2 separate regions of the Zea mays genome follow, and region 1 is linked to region 2. The links are chromatin contacts, called in public Hi-C maps. All regions are on one chromosome and are shown on one strand. Each heading gives the region's core, a stretch centred on a gene start, on an enhancer-like site or on the middle of the called end of the contact. The rest is flanking DNA. Distances are from core to core; before and after follow the strand shown.

Region 1 (6,725 bases), core at 1,095-3,594, 90 kb before region 2:
TTTTAATTTATAATCATGTAACGTGATCACTCTTCGACCGTAGCCTCGACCGTTACTTTCTCTTTCTCGCTTAGTCGAAAGTGCGAGCCCTGCGTCGAACGTCTGTTTATTTATTGCATTCCATTGTATGGCGTACTGTTCTTTTGTATTAAATGTGTGGAATGTATGTTTAAACTCGTATAGATAACGGTCAGTTGGCGGAGTCCGAAGGAGTTGCAGGTGAAGATCCTAAGCAGCAATCGGTTGGTGAAGGCAAGTGGCCCTTGACCCATCTATGTCCTACTAATTCTTATAATTCACTTCCCGCATTTACACATTTATACCTAAGGATTGACTAGCTTTTGTCTATCTTGTCCTTGTTTACCTATTCTGGTTGGGTTATTTCAGTTTAGCTTTATGCTAACGCTTCACATTAATCAATGAACATGATGAGATATCTATGATACGTTGTTTTCCCTTTTGATTATGATGATGGTACTTGTGGACCTTAAGGGGACTCGAGCTGTTTCTCGAGTGCCTTTCCGTAAGGACCTGTTCGTTGGATGACCGCTCAGGAAAAACAGTGCAACCATGAGGGTGGAGTGGGACGCCCTTAGCTGAGTAATTAGAGGAGCTGGGGTGTAGTTCGCTTCGCCGTCGTGCCGTTAATGGGGCTCGGTGTATGCGGCTCGCTCTGCCAAGGTTGGTTCGCCCCTTAGGGAGGAGTTCGGTGCATTTAGGAAACCTAACGGGTGGCTACAACCCCATGGAATCTTTGTAAAGTCTACATAGTGAGACCCTGCCTATTCACCTTGGTAGTGTTTAAGGGTTTCATCGGCCCGAGGCAAGAGGTAATCACGACTTGTGGGTAAAGTGCGCAACTTCTGCAGAGTGTTATGAAATTGATATATCAGCCGTGCTCGCGGTTATGAGCGGCCAAGGGAGCTCCATTGATTAGAGATACTGGATCAGAGATGTTTGGTTTACAGGTGGTGACGAGGATGATGGTTATGATTATGCCTATGGTAATGGTAAGTGGTATTCTTTCCATTTGGAAAGGGTACATATGGGTTAATAACTTGGGTTAATGCTAAAACCTGGCTTTCTACTAGTAAATAATAACCTGACCAACTAAAAGCAACTGCTTGACTTAACTCCACATAAAGCTAGTCCACTACAGCCAAACAGGACATTTTGCTGAGTATGTTGATGTGTACTCACTCTTGCTTTACACACCAAACCCTCCAGGTTGTCAGCGTTGCAACCACTGCTCAGGTGAAGATGAAGTCGTGGGAGAGGACTTCTAAGAGTTCCAAGAGTACGATGAGTTCTAGGCGTGGGTTAGCGGCAAACCCCCACTCGGCTGCCTGTGTAGGCCGTGTGTATCTACGTTTTTTTCCGCACTTTGATTATTGTTAAAGACTATGTGGATGTTTCGGATATCATGATGTAATCGACTATTATACCCTCTTTTATGTCATTATTTAAGCACTGTGTGATGATGTCTAGTTATGTAATTGCTGTGTACGTGAATTGCTGATCCTGGTATGTACATGGTTCGCATTCGGTTTGCCGCTGTGTACATGGTTCGCATTCGGTTCGAATTCCAAGAGATCCGGACGTGAATGTCTAGTTGGGTCGGGCAAGAGTAACAGTGTTCACATACTGCCTCCATCAGACACTAGTCCTATTCCCGCGGGCGTGCCAAATCTTCCGTCCAGTTCCAGCTGGCAGAATACGCGTCGACAGTCGACCGAACGGAGAAGTACCTGCTCCGAAGAGTACCTCCTGGGTTGTCACTTGTCCTGGGTTGTGTTCTGATGCGTGCGTAGGTGTACGTGTACCTTGGCGCGTCAACTGCCGGACGTCCCGTGCCCCGACAGCAGTCACCATCGCATCGATGCGCAGATGAGAAGGAGAGAGATGGTGCTAATAGCTACCAGTATCCAATTCCGCATCGTTCTAGAACACCTGAAAAGAAAAGAAGTGAAATCCCCTGGCGCTGGCGGCCAGGAGCCCAGGAGGGTGGGGACGTACTACGGAAGAAGGTTCCCGATGCATCTTGTTGTCTTCTCCTTTTGCGAGCCCAAGAAGAAAATGAAGCTGCTCAAGTGCTGTCGCGACGCGACGCGACGCGCGCGCTTCAACCCGGCGGCAGCGGCAATGCTGGACCTGGGCGTTGGAACCGCATGGAAATCGAGATGGATATGCCGCGGCATAAACCCGGACGCCGGCGAATATTCCCTCCCTCTAGGCGGCCGAACTCTATTCCCGGTCCGAGATGCCCATGCTCCGCTCCGCTGCCAGTCCGTCCCAACCTAATTAACCTGCCCATGTCTTCGTCGTGCTCCTCGTGCTGTACCTGCTCCGAAGAGTACCTCCCGTGTGTATAAATAGCCAGCTGTCCTCGCTCGGCGCCTCCACAAATTAGCAAAGCCGCGCGCATTACATTACATTACATACAAACATACACAGTTTGGCCGTTAATTAGCCAGCGCTGACAAATTAACCCTCGTCTTCGTCGCCTGACCCGCCGCCGACCGCCGTACGTGACCACCAACCAGGCTATAGAGCTACCTCCAGCCGCCGGCCCGCGCGTCGTCCGCCGCGGTGTACGTACGTCTGCCGCGGAGCCACGCGCGCGGACATGGCTCAGCTGAAGGCCGCGCGCGCCACCGACGTCCCGCCCGCCATGCCGGACCCGGACCCGGACGTCGTCGCCGCCGACCTCGGCGCGTGCGTACGGCACGGGCGCGTTGACGGTTTGGCAGCAGGAAGCGGCAGGGCGGAGGCGACGGCGACGGCGACGACCACCGCGGCGGCGGCCGATCAGGGACGACGACGGCCGCCGCTGGTGGTGGTAGGGCACCGCGGCAAGGGGATGAACGCGCTGGCGTCGCCAGACCCGCGGCTGCGCGGCGACATCAGGGAGAACACCCTCCGCGCCTTCAACGCCGCCGCCGCCAGCCACCCCGCCGTCGCCTACGTCGAGTTCGACGTCCAGGTAAACCATGGTCTCTCCTTTTTTTTTTTATTTGCCACCAAAATCAATCAGTGCATTAGAAATTTGAGAATGCCGGCATGCGCCACCTCTGTCTCTGTGCGTGGCGTCGGCGTTTCTCAGCGCTGTCCACTGGGCCGTGTACTAGGCCCAGTTAGGAAAAAGGTGGACCGGGGGGCCGCAGTAGGGGAGCTGGGGAGGGGCAGGCAAGCAGCAGCGTCCTGCCTGCTGCGTCCAGAAACATCAGGAGGACGGTGGTTTCCTCTCCTCCGTTCTAGAGAACCGAACCTCCATTCTAGATCCCTCGCACAACGAACCTTCCCTTGTCGGTGCGCATGAGAACCTGTGTGTCCGAGCCCTAGACGCAGAGTTTGGTTTGTCGCCTTGGAGGAGCTGACTCGTCCGTCACCAGGTGATTCCATACGCCAAACGCATGACCGATCGATCAAGTTGGAATAAAATAAACGCATGCCGGCTGCGCTGATTGCGTACGCGGCAACTCCCTGCGATTAAGCCCTCCTTATCTCACTCAGTCTTTGCAACTCAGCGAGCGAGCAAGCAAGCGCTAACCATGGCCATGAATCTTGCAGGTGACCAGGGACGGCTGCCCTGTCATCTTCCATGACAACTTCATCTACACGCAACAAGACGTAATTAAGTTTTATCCGCTGCTCTGTTCTCAATTTGTCCAAACCACAGTTTTTAGCATCTCGTCGTCGGTCGTCATGCTCAAATAGTATAATTTCATTCAGGGCCAAGTCTCAGCGAAGCGTGTTACCGAGCTGAACCTGGACGAGTTCCTGTCCTACGGGCCGCAAAGAGACCAGGGGAAGGTACGTACGCTCGCTCAACAATCACGGCGCCGCGTTGCCGCCACTTCCATCAACATTCCAGCTTCCCAGTATCTTCTTTTTTTATGTATTGTTTGGTCTTTTGCCTGCACATGATTTCCGCTGATTCGTTTAGGCTTACGATAGAATACTGAAAAATATATTTTATACGATGGATTTCACATAAACATAAAATTCTAATAAAGTATACTAGATATATTCATTAAAGACATGTGTACAACAATAGCATTCGAACGGCCGATGAAAACACACCAGACTTTCTCATATTAGCTTTTGAGCTAATGAGCTCCTTTTGCATTGGCGATGAATAGGATCATAAGCGACATATAAGGAGGATTTTCACGGACGATATAGTGCTAGTTAATAAAAATAGAAAACTAGAGTTGTAACGAGAGACTCTAGAGTCTAAAGATTAGAGTCGAAAGATTTATAGACTCGGTAGAATAAAAATCGAATATGTTACATGTATTTTGGCACTACTACACATTCATGAGCATGAGATATTAGTTTATATTAGTTCAGAATGTCAAGTAGTGTGCTAAAAAGGAATACCTTTGTATTTAGCATCGATGCCACAAGGACATGAGGATATTGATGAAGATGATAGCTATAGAATTAAAGCAGGTAGAATAAAGTGGCATCAAGCATCTTATGTTATATATGACAAGAAAATACCATAAAAGCTAAAAGATATGTTTTATAAGACGGCGATTAGTCATGTTACGTTGTATGGAGTGTAATGTTAATCTAAAAATAACATATTTAACAAACAAGTGTTTTACAAATGTACATGTGACGTTGAAGAGATCAAGTCTAGAGCGATAACATATACGATAGGCTAGAGGTAACATCAATTTAAGAAGAGCTTGTCTAAAGCTGCTTTAGATGGTTTGGATATCTTCGACGGAGACATTTAGAGACACCGTTGTGTGACGCGTTCCTGACAAATCGGGCCTCAGAGAAAGACTTCAAATAGGGGCCCTTATTTTTAATATATATATATATATATATATATATATATATATATATATATATATATATATATATATATATATATATATATATGTTGTTAATAAATAATCAAACATGTATAAAAATGTTTATCTCAAGTAAAAAAGTACATAATATATGGTCACCTTAAAATTTTCTTCTAACAATGTCTCGAGGTAAAGTCATTGATGATGACATGCGTCAATATCAATTATATCCACTAATATCTTTTCGATACATAAAGTAGCTAAATTATTTAGTCTGCGACATTTTAGACCTTAAATAATTCTTCATCAACTTCAACTTTGAAAAGCTCCTTTCATGTGATACAACGATCACATGCACAATCACATATCACGCTTCGTAGACTCGTTTGAAGTAATCTGCTAATAGATGACGCCACGTGACAGCCGTTAGATGACGGGAGATGAGACACATGAATCGTTGTGTCGGCTAAGAACTCTGAACCAGTTATTCATCGTAAAGATCACGTGAGTTGAAACTAAATATTGAATATGTATAGTACGCTGGTCTAGTGGAGGTGGGGGTGTGGTGGTGTGGGGGGAGGGGGGGGTTCTATGGAACCGGGAGCCTGAGGCGGCTGCACCTGCACCCGTCGCCCCCTCTAGAAACGACATGTGTGTGTTAGGATCAAGAATGATAATAAAATAAAATGTATTTGAAGTTTTGACGTTAGAAGAGACAGTAAAAATAAAAAAAATTAAAAAATGTATTCAAATGGAAAACAGCTATTCATGTAGTTTATATTGAATTTTAACTCTAGACTATCCTAATCTACTTAAGATTAAAAGATCGTGTCGTTGTTATTTTATTGTTGTTATTGTTTGTCCTTTTGCCGGATTCTCAGGCCGGCAAGCCACTTCTCCGGAAACTCAAGGACGGGAGGATCCTCAAGTGGGACGTGCAGTCCGAGGACGCGCTCTGCACGCTCCGTGAGGTCTTCGAGGGCGTCCACCGGCGTGTCGGCTTCAACGTGGAGCTCAAGTTCGATGACGACCTCTTCTACACGGAGGAGAGGCTTACCTGCATCCTAAAATCCGTTCTCAAGGCATGTGGTGTGGCGAGGCCAAAGAGCCCCGAGCAGATTCCTTGTGTAACATTTCGGAAGACGCCTACTGATTGCCCTGTCGTTCCGTGTTCAGGTTGTCTTCGAGCACGCCAACGACAGGCCCATCATCTTCTCCAGCTTCCAACCCGATGCCGCGCAGCTCATCCGCAAGCTGCAAGACAAATACCCTGTAAGTGTCACTGCCACCACCACCGAGCACACAATCAACATTCAACACTGGCTGATTAACCCTGCTACGAACAGGTGCTCTTCCTGACCAACGGAGGGACGCAGGTGTACGCCGACCCGCGTCGGAACTCGCTGGAGGAGGCCGTCAAGCTGTGCGTCGCCGGCGGGCTGCAGGGGATCGTGTCGGAGGTCCGGGCGATACTCAGGCAGCCGTCGGCGGTGGCCAAGATCAAGGAGGCCAACAAACTGTCGCTGATGACCTACGGTCAGCTCAAGTGAGTCATCGATCAGTCATCAGTGTTCTCTTCACTATTTGTCCACAGCCTGCAACGCCGGCCGCCGGCGGATAGGAAGTACTTCATAGGAACTGAGGGTGCTCTTTGTTTGCGCCTTGTGTCTCGGTCTCGCAGCAACGTGGCGGAGGTGGTGTACGTGCAGCACCTGATGGGGGTGGACGGCGTCATCGTCGACCTGGTGCAGGAGATCGCGGAGGCCGTGTCGGCGTTCACGGTCGTTACGGCCGTGCAGGCGTCGGGCTCCCAGGACGGCGGCGGCATCGTGGTCGGCGAGAGGATGGAGACGGCTGCCGTGGCGGTGGCAGGGACGCCGAGCTTCTCGCCGCGGGAGGTGTCCTTCCTCCTGAGGC
Region 2 (6,564 bases), core at 171-2,670:
GTACCTAGAAAAGCCAAAACACAAAACAGCCTATAGTTTGGGATGGTGTATTTACTATGTATATCACTGACTGAAACTTCTCCAGGGCCTTGTGGTGCCTGTTATCCGAGATGCTGATACCATGAACTTTGCTGACATTGAGAAAGGGATAAACAACCTTGCAAAGAAGGCAAATGAGGGGGCGCTCTCGATTGATGACATGGCAGGAGGAACATTCACTATCTCCAATGGTGGTGTCTATGGAAGCCTCCTCAGCACACCTATCATCAACCCCCCACAGGTAGCTACTAAACATTTATCAGTTGCAACACATTTGTAGCATGCAGATGTTTATATTGATCTGAAACATGATCTATGTGAAATGCAGTCGTCAATTCTGGGGATGCATTCCATTGTGCAACGCCCTGTGGTTGTGAATGGTGACATTCTCGCAAGGCCAATGATGTTCCTTGCGCTGACATATGACCACAGGCTGATCGATGGCAGAGAGGCTGTATTCTTCCTCCGTCGCATCAAGGATGTCGTTGAGGACCCCAGGAGGTTGCTGCTTGACATATAAAGTTACTTACCAGTGCTTTCCCGCCGACTGTTTTGTGCTTTCTGGAAATAATACCATGCAAATTTTTGACTGATGAAAAAGAATTGCTTCCTCGGAAAGACGAATTCTGAGCTGAGGATACAGTGAGGTTTTTCTCTATAATCGTAGAAGAGAGCAGCAAACTCAACTCAATGTGAGGTCATGTTTCATTTTCGGGTATAAGATGCTCCATTTCGGGATGCAGTTCCCAGTAATTTTATTTGCCATGCAAGAGCAATAGAAGCTGCTGCATTTTTGTTTGTTGGTTCACAATTTCGCCTCCAGCTGGCCAGTCTGCGACTCAAAAGAGTTGGGCTGCATTACATCTCTACTATTATAAAGCATAAGTTTTCATGGTTCAACAGTTCCACGGTCACAATTTTATAAAAACAGTCTTCAAATTTGCTTAAATAAACCCGCAATAATCCGTTGTCTGCCCCTTCTTTCGCTCCCTGTGCGGTCGCCGAACCGCATTCGTCACCGTTTCCTTCGTTGGATAAGCTTTATCGCCATTGCAACGGTACATCCTATGACCCCTCCCTTTGCTCCCCGCGTGACTGCTGAACTGCATTTGTCGCTGTTTTCTTCGTCGTGGGCACGATTTGAACCAAACAACCGATCTGTATCGCCATTGCATATGTACATCCTATGATTTCGCTCTGTTATGCCCATGGCCGCCGATGAGTTCGCCGGGACGTGAGCGCTCGTGATCGCCGTCGCCGTGAGGGACAACGTCAAGGTATGTGTTCTGTTTATTCGACAACCAAACCACCAAGTGTTTACAGTATTTAACCCATCTCACGCCGCGACCCACACATGGCCCAACTCGACAGGCACACATGGCCCACACATTACAACCCAATCCATACAGCCACATCTGAGCACTGTTTTCGGTCTGACACCGCTTTAGGCTATCCGCACTCATAGAACCCTAAATTTCTACTCTAAAAGGAATATTTCATCCTGTTCAGCGAGATTCTCTACCCTATCCCATAATACTCCGCGGTCATATTCACTCTAAATATCTACCTTATACCATATACCATATATTCTATTATTTATTTTCACCTCTTTCCTTTCCACATCCAACTAGCAGCCAATAGAAAGAGGAGGGAGATTATTCAGTCCACCGCAGAAGGTGCGCTAGCTGTGAAGTTCCTGAGAGCCGTAAAAATTTACAGTTCCTGTTGCAGTCTACCGCTGCATCGTTTGTGAGAGCTGTAAAAATTTACAGTTCCTGTTTGCAGTAGCGACTGCGGATAGCCTTAGAGTTCTCCATTCGGTTCTTCAGGTTCCCCTGCGCCTGAGCCCTCTCCCTACACGTCACCCTGGATCCCGGGCGTGACATCTGCCCCCTCCCGAGCACTTGCTTGTCCCCAAGCAATGGAATGAGGGATCTTCGACAAGTAGCCGACTCACGAGGAATATTGCTCCAACGGATGAGGACTTGTGGGATAGCATGACCTCCTTTCTTGACCAACCGACGCTCCAAAATTTCTTCAGGCACCACATCATGCTGAGCGAGCTCATTGTACCTAGGTAGGGTGGAGAAAACATGAGTATAATTGGATGTAAATGACTTCAGCTGTGACACGTGGAAAATTAGATGAACTTGTGCTGATGGTGGCAACTCCAAGGGATAAGCAACTTCGCCAATTCTCTCCAGATATTTGTATGGCCCAAAAAACTTAAAGGCCAACTTCGGGCAAGGACGATTGACCACCGAGTGCTGAGCATACGGTTGCAGTTTGAGGAGTACAAGCTCACCCATTTGAAACTGACGTTCAGTCCTGAACCTGTCTACCTACAGCTTCATTCGGTTGCAAGCGGCAGCCAACTATTCTCGTAGAAGTGAAGAAAAGGCAGTTATCAACTCGGCCACATCTTTGTCAGTCTTAGATGACACCACATGAGCTCATAACCATATAGGCTTTGAATGGAGAACAACCCAGAGTGGTGTGATACGAAGTGTTATACCAGAATTCGGCCACAGGAAGCCAGGATTTCCATTTCTTGGGTTGAGCATGCACATCACAACGAAGGTACATTTCCAGGCACTGATTAACATGCTCGCTTTGTCCATCAGACTGAGGATGATATGCGGTGCTTAAATTGAGCTTAGTTCCCATGAGTTTGAACAGATGTGTCCAAAAATACTTGTAAACACCTTGTCCCGATCACTCACGAGCATCTCATGCAGTCTTACCACCTGATCCAACATGACCTGAGCCACTTGGACTGCTGTAAAGGGGTGTTTAAGAGCCACAAAATGTGCATACTTAGTAAAAAGGTCTACCATAACCAAAATAGTGTCATACCCTTCTGATATTGGATGCTTCTCAATAAAATCCAAGGTGATATCCTGCCAAGCACCCTGAGGTACTGGTAGAGGTTGAAGTAAGCTTGGAGGATGCACCCTCTCACCCTTAGCTTGTTGACAAGTTGCACATTGTTTCACATAGTCCTCCACATCCACCTCCTTGACTTTCTAGTGAAATAGCTTCTTCACTCGTTGGTAAGTAGCCTGGACACCAGAATGCCCCCCCAAAGCACTGTCATGTAGAGCGGCTACTATTTTAGTTTTGAGTGCAGAGTTGTTACTAATCTAGATCAGACTGCCTTTGCGAATCAAACCTTTGCACAACTGGTATCGTTTGTCATCAGGGCTCTGAACACTCAGTTGGGCTATTAACTATTGTGCCTCAGGGTCAGTATAATAGGAATTTAAAACTTCTTAGATACACAAGGGTTGAACTTCACTAATGGTAGTTAAAACCATTAGATGACCCATTCTGGACAAGGCATTAGGCACAATATTGTCTTTTCCTTGCTTGTAGATCACCATAAATTGTAAGCCCATCATTTTGGCCATAGCCTTCCGTTGCAAATCAGAATGAAGTTCCTGCTGACCTAGAAAACTAAGAGCCTTATGGTCAGTATGGATTTCAAATTCACTCCTCTGCAAGTAATGTCTCCATTTGTCCACACCTATTATCAAGGCTAAGAACTCCTTGTCATAGATTGGCAAAAACTGATTTTGTGCTCCCAAAGCTTTGGTCAGGAATGCCAGTGGCCTGCCTTGCTGCATTAACACTGCTCCTAGACCATGATCACTGGCAACAGTCTCCACCACAAAGGGCTTGTGAAAATCAGGTAATGCAAGAACAGATGTGGAGCTCATAGCCTGTTTCAACATCTGGAAAGCCTATATGGATTCCTCAGTCCAAGTAAATTTTCCTTTCTGCAATAGTTGGGTTAGAGGTTTGGCAATAGTGCCATAATTCTTGACAAAGATTCTGTAATAACTGGTTAACCCCAGAAAAGGCCTGATCTCGGTGGAATTAGTAGGTTGTGGCCATTGCCTCATAGTTGATGTCTTTGCTGGATCTGTGGCAACACCTTGAGTAGATATAATACGACAAAGATACTGTTGGGGACTTGTTCTCAAATGCTATGAGTTAAAAACAAGGCAACACAAGAGAAGGTTAAATAATTAATGTCCTTCGTCCTTCGAAGCATTATTTCCCTTCGGATATAACGATCTTCGGACGAAGGTCATGGAAGACATATCTTCATCACTACGGTATATGATAGTGAAAATGAGAAACACATGAAATATAAAAGATAACATGAACATTTATATATCATTATTAACTCATTTCTATTTTATTAACACGGAAAAATAGAAATGACATTAAATTACAAGTGTACCTTCGGCTTGAAAGCAAAAGTACAAGCGTGACGCAAAAGCAAATGCCAAGTCAGCCTGAACCGTACGGGAGCACTGTTCATCTATTTATAGGCACAGGACGCAGCCCATGTAAAATTACACCCATGTCCTTTACATTTGCTAATAACTTTATAGTAATCCATCGAGGTCTAAATAGCCTTTTCATCTTTAAGTCGGTTTCCTTTTCTGCTATCATGCCGAAGCTCCCCTGCGCATAACTTCGGCTCTGTGCCATTCTTCGTATTCCTTGTACTTCTTCACACTGTGATTTTGATCCAAGTCCGAAGGTACCTGTTCATGTATTACACTCCAGAAACATTGTTAAATCACGTTTTTGAGGACCATCGTAAGCCAAAGGCCCCCAACAGTAGCCCCTCGCAATACTAATTTATTAAGATGATAAATTCGGATTGCGATATGGACGAAGGCCCTAAGCCGAAGGTCCGAAAAAACACCTTCCCTTTGCCAGAATAGCAACAGTCAATGACAAGCGGGACCCTCCCATTTGCATCGCCCTGGGCGTATAAATATGATCGACCGCGAACTCATTTGGTACGCTTTCTTGCCATCTGCTTTGCCTGCTCAAATAGCTCTTTGCCTACAAACGCTTGCCCAGCTTTCTAGATTTTTTAGCTTCGGCCGTACGAGCGCATTTTCAGCATTTTCAAAGAGATGTCTCAGGAAAAGAAAGCTGTTGCCGAAATGAAACTGAGCCTTTCTGAGGAGAAAAATCTGGGCTTCATTGAATCGATAGCGAAAACAAATATGAAGAAGATTACTAGAGAAATTTTAGAAGGCTTATCTGAAGATACCGGTGAAAGTGATAGTTATGATGTAGAAAGTGGAGGTGAAGACTCCGAAGATCGACCATGGCGACCAAGCCACTCAGCCTTCGGAAAATCGAGTATTAAACAAAGTCATCTTGATAACATGAGGGGAGATATTTTCGAGACATGTCTACTGTGAGGGCAGGGCAGATGACGGAGAGAGGACTATGCCAACTCCCGAAGATAATGAAGTCGTGATCTTCCGAAGCTTTTTTAAAGCTGGGCTTCGGTTCCCTTTAAACAGATTTGTGGTTGAAGTTCTGAAGATATATCAGGTCTAGCTTCACCAACTTACTCCCGAAGCTATAATAAGAATGGGAATCTTCGTATGGGCCGTGAAGCCAGGTTTTGAAGCCGAATGCAAAAAGTTTTTGCAATATACACGAGCTAGTGTATGAGACGAAACCCTGGGTAAAGAGCAATATCACAACAATTTTGGCTGTTATAGCTTCGGTGCTCGCTCTGGGTCAAGCTGTCTCGTGCCGACTTTTCGGAAGAGATGGCCCGGAGACTGGATGAAGGAATGGTTTTATGTGAAAAATGACTTGAAGGCACGAGAAGATATTAATGATATCATCATGCGCCCTATCTGGCAGCGCTTCGGCCTCCGAAAACCGAAGGTGGAAGTTGACGAGGCAGTCGAAGAATGCCAGAGGGCCTTCGGCGTAGTTTGCTCTTTCATTGGGACGAGGGATTTAGTCCAGGAGCATATAGCCTTCAGAGTATGGCCACTTGTAGAAAAGTGGGAAATGCCAAAAGAAACAATCACCAAGCCTGAGAAAGTGGGCTGATTAGGATGAAGTTCACCTTCAGATACGAGGGTAAATTTGTCGAGCCAGATGATGATTGGCTGAAATGTATTGAAGCCACAAGCGATGAACTGCTTGGGCCATACTCAAAGGCAGAAGATACTGCGCTATCAGCGGCCTTCGGAGGCCGGAAAAAGAAGAGGCTGAACAGGGTTTTCGATGCTATTGGATTCGTCTATCCTGACTACCGTTACCCGTTACGGGGTCAGAAGAGAAAAGGTACAGTTTCTGTTAAGGAAGTTGCTTCGACCGCTCCTAGTGAGCCAACGCCGAAGAGAAAAAAGGTGAAGGTTCTTACCCACCGGCCACGCTACATTGAGCCGACCATAGTGCCCGAGTTTGTTGGCGAGGCTTCTTCGGCTACTGAAGCCAAAAAACCTATACCTGCGCAGAAAACTGAAGAGCTGACTGCAACACCGAAGGTTGAAAGAATTGAAGAGCCGAAAGCTGAAGGGACAAAAATATCAGAATTTTTAAGCCCTTCGACAGAAGTTGGAGTGCCGCTAACTCAAAAAGGTCCAGCAGTGACCCCCAAAAGGAAAAGGATGATTAATGTTCTGGATGTACTGGAGACAATAAAGTCTTCAAGCTCTACTCCAAGAAAAATTGCCGAAGCTCAAA

Evidence for each region. Hi-C and Micro-C count contacts between places; a contact is called where the count stands out from the background.
Region 1: a Hi-C map of tassel shows a contact between it and region 2, with 2.4 times the contacts expected there. The contact joins the promoter of LOC100383215 here to the enhancer-like site in region 2. A contact is called at or near these places in 5 of 25 Hi-C or Micro-C datasets (ear, leaf, tassel and 1 more).

The regions. Positions count from the first base shown.
Region 1 is chr2:68,991,951-68,998,675 of Zm-B73-REFERENCE-NAM-5.0, reverse strand. LOC100383215 (Glycerophosphodiester phosphodiesterase GDPD2) reads left to right here and starts at 2,344. Exons shown (of 7, transcript NM_001175877.1): 1 at 2,344-2,983; 2 at 3,571-3,630; 3 at 3,733-3,813; 4 at 5,690-5,890; 5 at 5,985-6,080; 6 at 6,155-6,354; 7 at 6,490-6,725. The coding sequence starts at 2,627.
Region 2 is chr2:68,901,102-68,907,665 of Zm-B73-REFERENCE-NAM-5.0, reverse strand. LOC100284269 (dihydrolipoyllysine-residue succinyltransferase component of 2-oxoglutarate dehydrogenase complex) reads left to right here. Exons shown (of 13, transcript NM_001157164.2): 12 at 86-280; 13 at 368-970. The coding sequence ends at 559. Among protein-coding and RNA genes, the nearest start is that of LOC100284269, 20 kb to the left of the region's middle. Within about 2 kb of position 1,420, at least 16 of the 20 cell types and tissues checked have an H3K27ac peak or open chromatin away from gene starts, as enhancers often do. A contact at or near this core is called in ear, leaf and tassel, where this site is marked.